2 separate regions of the Sus scrofa genome follow, and region 1 is linked to region 2. Evidence: chromatin contacts called from public Hi-C data. All regions are on one chromosome and are shown on one strand. The core of a region is the stretch at or near the end of the contact, and the rest is flanking DNA. Distances in the headings are between cores, read along the strand shown.

Region 1 (4,239 bases), core at 644-3,143, 640 kb before region 2:
GACATTTGTGTAGAAGGAGAATATATATATATATATATATATATATATGCTTATAAATTCATAGACTATTTCTGAAAGAGCATGGGAGGTAATATAAGTTGCCCTTAGGGAGGGGAAATGAAAGATGGGGACAAAGAGGTGAGAAAGAAGTTTTTTCATCATGTAATCTTCCAATCTCTGAAGGCTTGTACTGTGAGCATATATTATCCATTAGAAAATGTATTTTGGGAGTTCCCGTCGTGGCGCAGCGGTTAACGAATCCGACTAGGAACCATGAGGTTGCGGGTTTGGTCCCTGCCCTTGCTCAGTGGGTTAAGGATCCGGCGTTGCCGTGAGCTGTGGTGTAGGTTGCAGTTGCGGCTCGGATCCTGCGTTGCTGTGGCTCTGGCGTAGGCTGGTGGCTACAGCTCCGATTGGACCCCTAGCCTGGGAACCTCCATATGCCGCGGGAGCGGCCCAAGAAATAGCAAAAAGACAGAAAATGTATTTTGTTTAGTGGTTCCTCAAAAAGCTAAACATAGAATAACTGTATGACCCAGCAGTGCCATTCCAGCATATATACTCAAAATAATAGAAAGCAGAGAGCCCCGTTCACTGCAGCATTACTCACAATAGCCAAAAGGTAGAAACAGTGCAAGTGCTTGCCCACAGATGACTACATAAACCAAATGTGGTCTGTACATACAATGTAATATTATTCAGCTATAAGAAGGAAGGAAATTCAGACACGCACTACACCATGGATGAATCTTGAGGATATTAAGTTAAATAAGTCAGACACAAAAAGACAATATTGTTTGATTCCACTTAGATGAAATATCTAGACCAGGCAAATTCCTAGCGACAGAAAGTGGATTAGAAGTTACCAGAGGTTGCAAGGAGGGGAAGTGGGAACTTAGAGCTTAGTTATCACAGTTTCTGTTTGGACTCTTGAAAGTTTTGGAAATAGAGATCACAATGGTTGCATAACATGTGAGGGTAATTAATAACACTGCATGGTACACTTAAATGGTTAAAATGGCAAATTTTGTGTTACATATGTATTTCACCACAATAAAAAAAAATCAAATAAAATGTAACCTAATTTGAAGGAAAACATCCTGTTTAACCTCTTGTCTATCAGAGGCTTCCCAGAAAGAGACATTCTTTCCATCTGACCTCATTCTCCCAAAGCAGATAGTACCAGGTACAGAGAGTTTGCAGAGCTCCTTTGTTGGGCACTGCCCCAAACAGAAAGATATGAGCATGGATATCCTATGCTTCAAGAGGGCTTATCATGTGGTCTAGCCAGCAGATGTGCCTATTGCTATTGTGTGAAGCAGAAGGGATGCTGCATAGCCATCCTAGCCACATGCTAGGGGAGTGCGGAGGCAGAAGCAAACCAGTTTTGACCGGCACATCCAGGTTGGCCTGAGCGAGGAAGGAGCCATTTATCAGCCCTCCAAGGAGAGGGCTCCTACGATGCGGAGAAGCGCACTCCGGGCTAAGGGGGCAGATGCGCTATTGCTAGCCTGCCTTAGTAGGATGCACTCTGAACACAGGATGGTGGTTCCTGTCTGTCACTGGAGTGTGGGCCTGGGAGGACCGGACTGAAGGTGAATCTGTCAAGGCAGCAGGAGACAGATGGTGACAATTTTTAAGTGTGAGATTCATTTGGACTTCTAAATACTGGCTGTGGGGAAATAGCTTAGGTGTTCTTTCTGTTCTTCTTCTCACTGTCTTGTTTACCATCCAGGAATGTGTGCCTCTTACTCTTATCTGACAGAGGACTTTAACAGTTCACATTTAAAAATTTAAAAAATTTTTTTCCAACTCAAACTGTGTTTGCCATCTAGTGATTAATCCATGCCATTACAACACCCTAGTCCAAATTCCTAAGCATGGAAGTCAAGCTCACAGGCCTCCAGACTCTGTTCTATTGGCCATTGCTTCTGCTTGGAACTGCACTTTCCCTGGACCCTAATACGGTACGTTGGCATCAGAGACCTCAAATCTGATCGCTTTTAGGGTAGTAATAATATTTTTTTCTGAAAGAAAAATGTAGTTGCTTAGAAGAAAATGAACTTTAGAAATTAAGTATTATGAAAAGTTTAGGTTGGTTCCCACTTGAAAATTAACCTGTAGCAGCAACTTTGTGTGAATATAAACTTCTCAGATAAAAGGGCAAGATTCCATGAACACCACAGTCATCTCCAGACTTTCTCTCTCTTCTTCCTGTGTGTCTTTTAGAGATAAGGACCTTGACAGTCTAGCCTCCAAAGAGGTGGTATCTATTTGAACATAATTTTCCAAATTTCTGACTTTCTGAATACAGATCAAAGGAAGGAGCCGCATTTCTCCCGTTTGTTACATCACTGGGAAGCAAAGGCGGTTCAAAGGCTTTTCCTTTCAAAGATTGTTGTTAATCATCAGTAGGGAGAGTGGGCCAAGAAATATTGTGTTGTATATGTAGGAGATTTAAAACTCGGCATCAGTGACTCAGAATGCATGAAGGGCCTGGGGTAAAATTTTGCATCTGAAGCAGAGTTTTCAGAGATGAATCAGAGTTTCCAAACAATGATGAACATCTGCATTGGAAATCATACTGAGTCCAGTATGTCTTTTAGCCCCTGAGATCTACGCTGTGGGATCTCATTTACTCAGTAATTAACAGCTGAATGCCTACTATTTGCTGGATTCTGAGTTAGGTACTTATACATAAAACTCTTAGGTCAATGTCTTTTTCAGAACTAAATTTTAACCCCTCACCCTTCCAAGGGATCCAAACAAGGCTTTGTTGCAATTGATTTTGTCCTAGAAAGGATTATGCTGTGGGAGGTAGTGGATACAGTCCTCACTTTACTGCCAAGTTCAGCTTATTTTTCAGGTTGCTATGAACAGTTAGCCTGGATAATAGCTTCTGGTCTCCAATGCAACAGCACCTCCTTCCCCCGCAGAGCCTGGGGATTGATAGAATGTATTGTAGGAAGCCATTTGCTCAGTCTTTAAATCCATGTGAACTGCTTGGCTATCTTTTGTTTTTGTTTTTGTTTTTGTTTTGAGTACTGTAGCTGCGTCATACGGAAGTCCCCAAACTAGGAGTCAAATCAGAGCTGCAGCTTCTGGCCTACACCACAGCCCTAGCAATGCTGGATCCAGCTGTGTCTGCAACCTACTCTGCAGCTCATGGCAACACCGGGTCCCAACCCACTGAGTGAGGCCAAGGGTGTTACTGCTGAACCATAGTAGGAACTCCTTGGCTGTCATTTTTAACTGTTACTTTGTCTTTTTTTTTTCTTTTTCTTTTTAATTGTAAAACTTTCTGCCCCTGACTTTTGCAGGGAAAGCCAGAGGTACCGGGTGTATGTTGTGATACCACTGCTGCCAGGTTTTGAAGGAGACATTTCAACCGGCGGAGGAAATGCTCTGCAGGCAATAATGCACTTCAACTACAGGTGCCAAAGTTCTAATATCGTCTTTTTTTCAGCTTTCAATCAGTCACGCATGTAAGCTGGTGAAAGGAATGGAAATGTTTCTCCACATCTATTCAGTGGAGCGTTGAACAAATGGATACTTTTCTTTATTTTGCTTTTGAATTTTGGCCTGTTTACAAGTTGATAAAATTCAAATAAAGCCCAAATACATAAATGTAGGCTTAGAACACATGGCAAGTATAAAAGAATTAAAATATTATCCTCTTTTTTATACTCATTGATTATCATATATATACATATATAGAGAGAGAGAAAAGAGAGCTTGTCTATAAGATATATATATATGTACACACACAATATATATGAATATAAAAAGACTAATATTTTAGTTCTTTATATTTATATATTATAAATGGGAATAAGAACTTTTAATTATGTAGATATAGATATGAAATCCTTTATAAACAATTAATTTTTAAAGATAATTTAAAAATTATCTTTAAGCCACCAAATAGCTATTGAGTTTCATATTCTTTGCAGTAAGTAGATGAAAGAAAAAAATTAAATGCTTAAAATGGCACAATTTGTGCATGTTGGTTTATGATTATTTTAGGCTGCAATCCTTCAACAAGTTTGGCAGTAATGGTCTCTGCTAGTAAGTGAAGGATAAAGGTTCTTTTCTGTCTTCTGGAATTTTAATTGTTTTCACTACCACCTCTTTGTTAAAATTTGGGGAAAAGTTCTAAATCCTATTCTTAATATTTTGAAAAGTAGAGTTTCCATATTTGCTCAAAAAGGTACATGAGGCTTCAGACTTGGCCATCAG
Region 2 (3,954 bases), core at 217-2,716:
TAAAAAAAAAAAAGACAAGAGAAAATTGAAAATAATCTCCAAACCCAGAAATATCTCTGCCATCATGTTCAGTCTTTTTCCTTTTTTCTATGTGTTTATGTTTTTTCTTTCCATTAGAAGGTATTATGATGTCAACACTATTCTGTCATTTTTTTTTTCCACTTAATACTTCAGGGACCTCTATGTCACTAAATGTTATTCCCTAAATATTTAGATAATTCTCAGCTCACTAAATATTATTAATGGCTCCATAGTAATTCATTGTATGAATTTGTTTAACCAAGCCCGTATTTTTGGGTAGTTAGGCTACTTCCAGTTTTTATCGCTTAAAAGCATGACTTTCAAATATTTTCCAAATAAATCTTTGAGAATTCTTATCATATTCTTACCTAGGAGTGGAATAGAGGGATCAAATGGCATGCAAAGGTTTGAGTTTTCACATATAGTATTAAATTGAATTTTACTTCAAACTGGTTAATTTTTTTGTTAGTGCGGGTTGATAAGCCATGAACACCTTTCATCCAGGTTGGTTTCTTACTACAGTGGTCCCTCATTGCGTATTTGTGAAATGAAAAGCCAGAGTAAGATTGGCAATTGGTAGTGACTAGTCAGCACTTTCATCACAACCACAACTAGCTTTGAATTAATCCTGAAATTGAATTCCACTGACCTTTAGTGAATGCCACATAGTAGTAAACACAGTGTGTAAACTATAAAGATAAAAACTCTTGAAAGTTTTTATAATTTAGTGTTCACACATAATTATTACATTATACAAAATGTCAAGTCAATAAGAAAATTACAAAGTACTGTACAAAAATTTCTGAATAAGGTGCTTAGGGAGACTACATAAAGAAAATGACATTTAACCTGTGCTTTGATGAAAGTAAGGTCAGACTGTCTAGTGCTGGACAGAAGGGCATTTGGATATGGAGACAGAAATAAAGAGAAACACTCAAGGGCAACAAAGCGTATAAAATCCACTTTTTTTTTTTTGGTCTTTTTGCCATTTCTAGGGCCGCTTCCACGGTATATGGAGGTTCCCAGGCTAGGGGTCTAATCAGAACTGTAGACACAGGCCTACACCACAGCCACAGCAACTCAGGATCTGAGCCCCGTCTGCGACCTACACCACAGCTCACGTCAAAGCCAGATCCTTAACCAGCTGAGCAAGGACAGGAATCAAACCCGAAACCTCATGGTTCCTAGTCAGATTTGTTAACCACTGAGCCCGATGGGAACTCCTAAAATCCACTTTTTTAAAAAAGGACAGCAATCAAGCTATCTCATGAGTAGAGTTAATGCAGGGCAATAATGAGAGATACACTGGGAAAGCAGGCTGGTATCAAACTTTAACACTTTGCTGAGTAAGGAAAATTATGCGGAAGAAAATAGGGAGCTGATGAAAGGGACAGAAATGCTGCAGGAAGGTCACTGTGTCAGCAGTGTGGATCAAAGCGGCCTCTGGGTGTATTGAATCACTGCAGAAGGTCTTGTGAGAAGTAAATAAGGGCCTGGAAAGGAAATGGACAGAAGATAGGCAGACAAAGAAAATTTGTATCTGAGACTCTTTGATTTATATAGAGCATAATAATGCAAGCAAGAGTGAATATTGACAAACTTTAAAAGCTGGATTTATAGTCTGAGACCCCTCTCATACAAAACTTTCCTAAATAAATATCCAATTAATTGTCAACGGACAGTTCCTGTTTATTTAGCTTTGTTTGAAAAGCACCAGCACCACCTGGTGACAATAATTCAGATTAGCCTCTAAACCATCCTGAATTGTCTTTTCTTTCAATTTTTCTTATAAAAAAATTTCATACATATTTTCGACATACATAAATGTTGAAAAAAATACTAAAATAAACATCCCTAACCATTGTTTTTATTTACAGTTGTTGATGTCTTGCTACACTGACTTTAGCTCTTTCTATGTGTGTATATGTTAAACCATTTGAAAATAAACTTCCTCTTGAAGTTGTACTTTTAAATCTTTCCTTCTTTCTGCCTTTTTAAAACTATTTAAAAATCTACCTCATTTCTTAGTTATTCATCCCATCACAATGAGTGCTTCTCAAGGACAGAGATAATTCCTTATTCTATTCCACTCCCTCCATTTCACTATTTACATAAAGTCATTTCCAAGACACTGACTTATTCTTTCCTTTCTTTTGGCTATGGTTCTTATCTACTTTTTAAACTTCTACTCTAACATAGTCCCTCACCATTTATGTTCCCTATCTAGAAAATCTTTTTTCTTTTCTTTTGCTAATCTATGTATTTCAAAACTTTTCTGATCCAACTCATCTCTGAAAGACTTCTTCAAATGCTTCTTCACTCCTCTTAAGCTTCTATTCACTTCACCTTAGTGCTTTGAGTTAGCTGGTGCTACAATATGCAACTGTTGTTAAATTGCCCTGTAAATCATTCTGAGTACATATGTGTGTACATTCAAACCAACTTAATGTAGGCTCTTTGAAGTTAGGTATGGTATCTCTTTCTTTTAGTATATAGATAATAATTTTCATATACTAGTTGTTTAATAAATACCTTTTATTTTGTTTTTTTGTTTGTTTGGGTTTTTTTTTGTCTTTTTGCCTTTTCTAGGGCTGCTTCCATGGCATATGGAGGTTCCCAGGCAAGGGGTCTAATCAGAGCTGTAGCTGCCGGCCACAGCCACAGCCACAGCAATTCAGGATCCGAGCTGTGTCTGTGACCTAAACCACAGCTCACGGCAACGCCTGATCCTTAACCACTGAGCAAGCCCAGGGATAGAACCTGCAACCTCATGGTTCCTAGTCAGATTCGTTAACCACTGCATCACGATGGGAACTCCAATACATACTTTTTAAAACTCAAAAAGAAAGGAGTTCCCATCATGGAGCAGTGGAAAAGAAACCAAGTAGGAACCATGGTGTTGCAGGTTCGATCCCTGCCCTCACTCAGTGGGTTAAGGATGTGGCGTTACCATGAGCTGCGGTGTAGGTTGAAGACAAAGCTCGGATCCTGAGTTGCTGTGACTGTGGCATGGGCTGGCAGCAATAGCTCTGATTAGACCCCTAGCCTGGGAAACTCCTATGTGGAAGGTGCAGCCCTGAAAAGACAATAGACAAAAAAAATAAAAAATAAAAACTCAAAAAAAGAAGGAAAGCTATAATCAAGATTTATGTTTTCCCTTTGTACTTGATTATGTTTCTAAGGACTCTCTTAATCTAGAACAATTTTCTTATACTGTTTTTTTTTTTTTTTTTTTTACTTCCCATGACATCATCTTTTTTCAAGCATTCAGGCCAATTATCTTGCAGAATGTCACACATTCTAGATTTTTCTTATTATTACTCCCATGATTTGATTCACATTAAACATTTTGTCAAGAATGCTTCATAGGTGACTTTGTGTATTTTTTTACTGCATCACTTCAGGAAACACTATCAGGTTGTCCTACTTCTGGTGTTGCTAAGCTTGATCACCTGTTTAAGTGATGACGGTAATTCTGGCATCAAATCAGAGATTACCAGTCATCATAGGAGCAGGATAACATAATACATAAAAAGGAAAATAGGAGTTCCTTTGTGGTGTAGTGGGTTAGGGACCTGGTATTGTCATTGCAATGGCTCTAGTCGCTGCTGTGGCACGAGTTCAAACCCTGGGAACTTCCATATGCTTATGGGCACAGCCAAAAAAAAAAAAAGGAAAATAATCAATCACTAGAAACAGACTCAAAACTGACAAAGATGTTAACAGAGAAAGACATTCAAACAGTTTTTACAACTGAATTCCATATGTTCAAAAAGTTGAGTAGGCACTTAGAAATATAAAAAAAAATCCAAATCAAACTTAGGATAACTGTAATGAAATTTCAGTGAACAGGATTAGTGGCAGATTTGACATTACGAAAGAAAAATTGGTGAATTTGAAGGAATAGCAATAGAAACTAAAATTAAACACACA

Evidence for each region. A called contact is a pair of places that touch in the nucleus more often than the background predicts.
Region 1: a contact with region 2 is called in a Hi-C map of embryonic fibroblasts, with 5 times the contacts expected there. The contact joins two enhancer-like sites. A contact is called at or near these places in 2 of 47 Hi-C or Micro-C datasets (embryonic fibroblasts and fetal heart ventricle).

The regions. Positions count from the first base shown.
Region 1 is chr13:110,199,780-110,204,018 of Sscrofa11.1, reverse strand. PLD1 (phospholipase D1) reads left to right here. Exons shown (of 27, transcript NM_001244589.1): 22 at 3,321-3,434. Among named protein-coding and RNA genes, the nearest start is that of TNIK, 150 kb to the right of the region's middle. Within about 2 kb of position 1,893, at least 18 of the 83 cell types and tissues checked have an H3K27ac peak or open chromatin away from gene starts, as enhancers often do.
Region 2 is chr13:109,564,288-109,568,241 of Sscrofa11.1, reverse strand. No RefSeq gene overlaps it. Among named protein-coding and RNA genes, the nearest start is that of EIF5A2, 36 kb to the right of the region's middle. Within about 2 kb of position 1,466, at least 5 of the 83 cell types and tissues checked have an H3K27ac peak or open chromatin away from gene starts, as enhancers often do.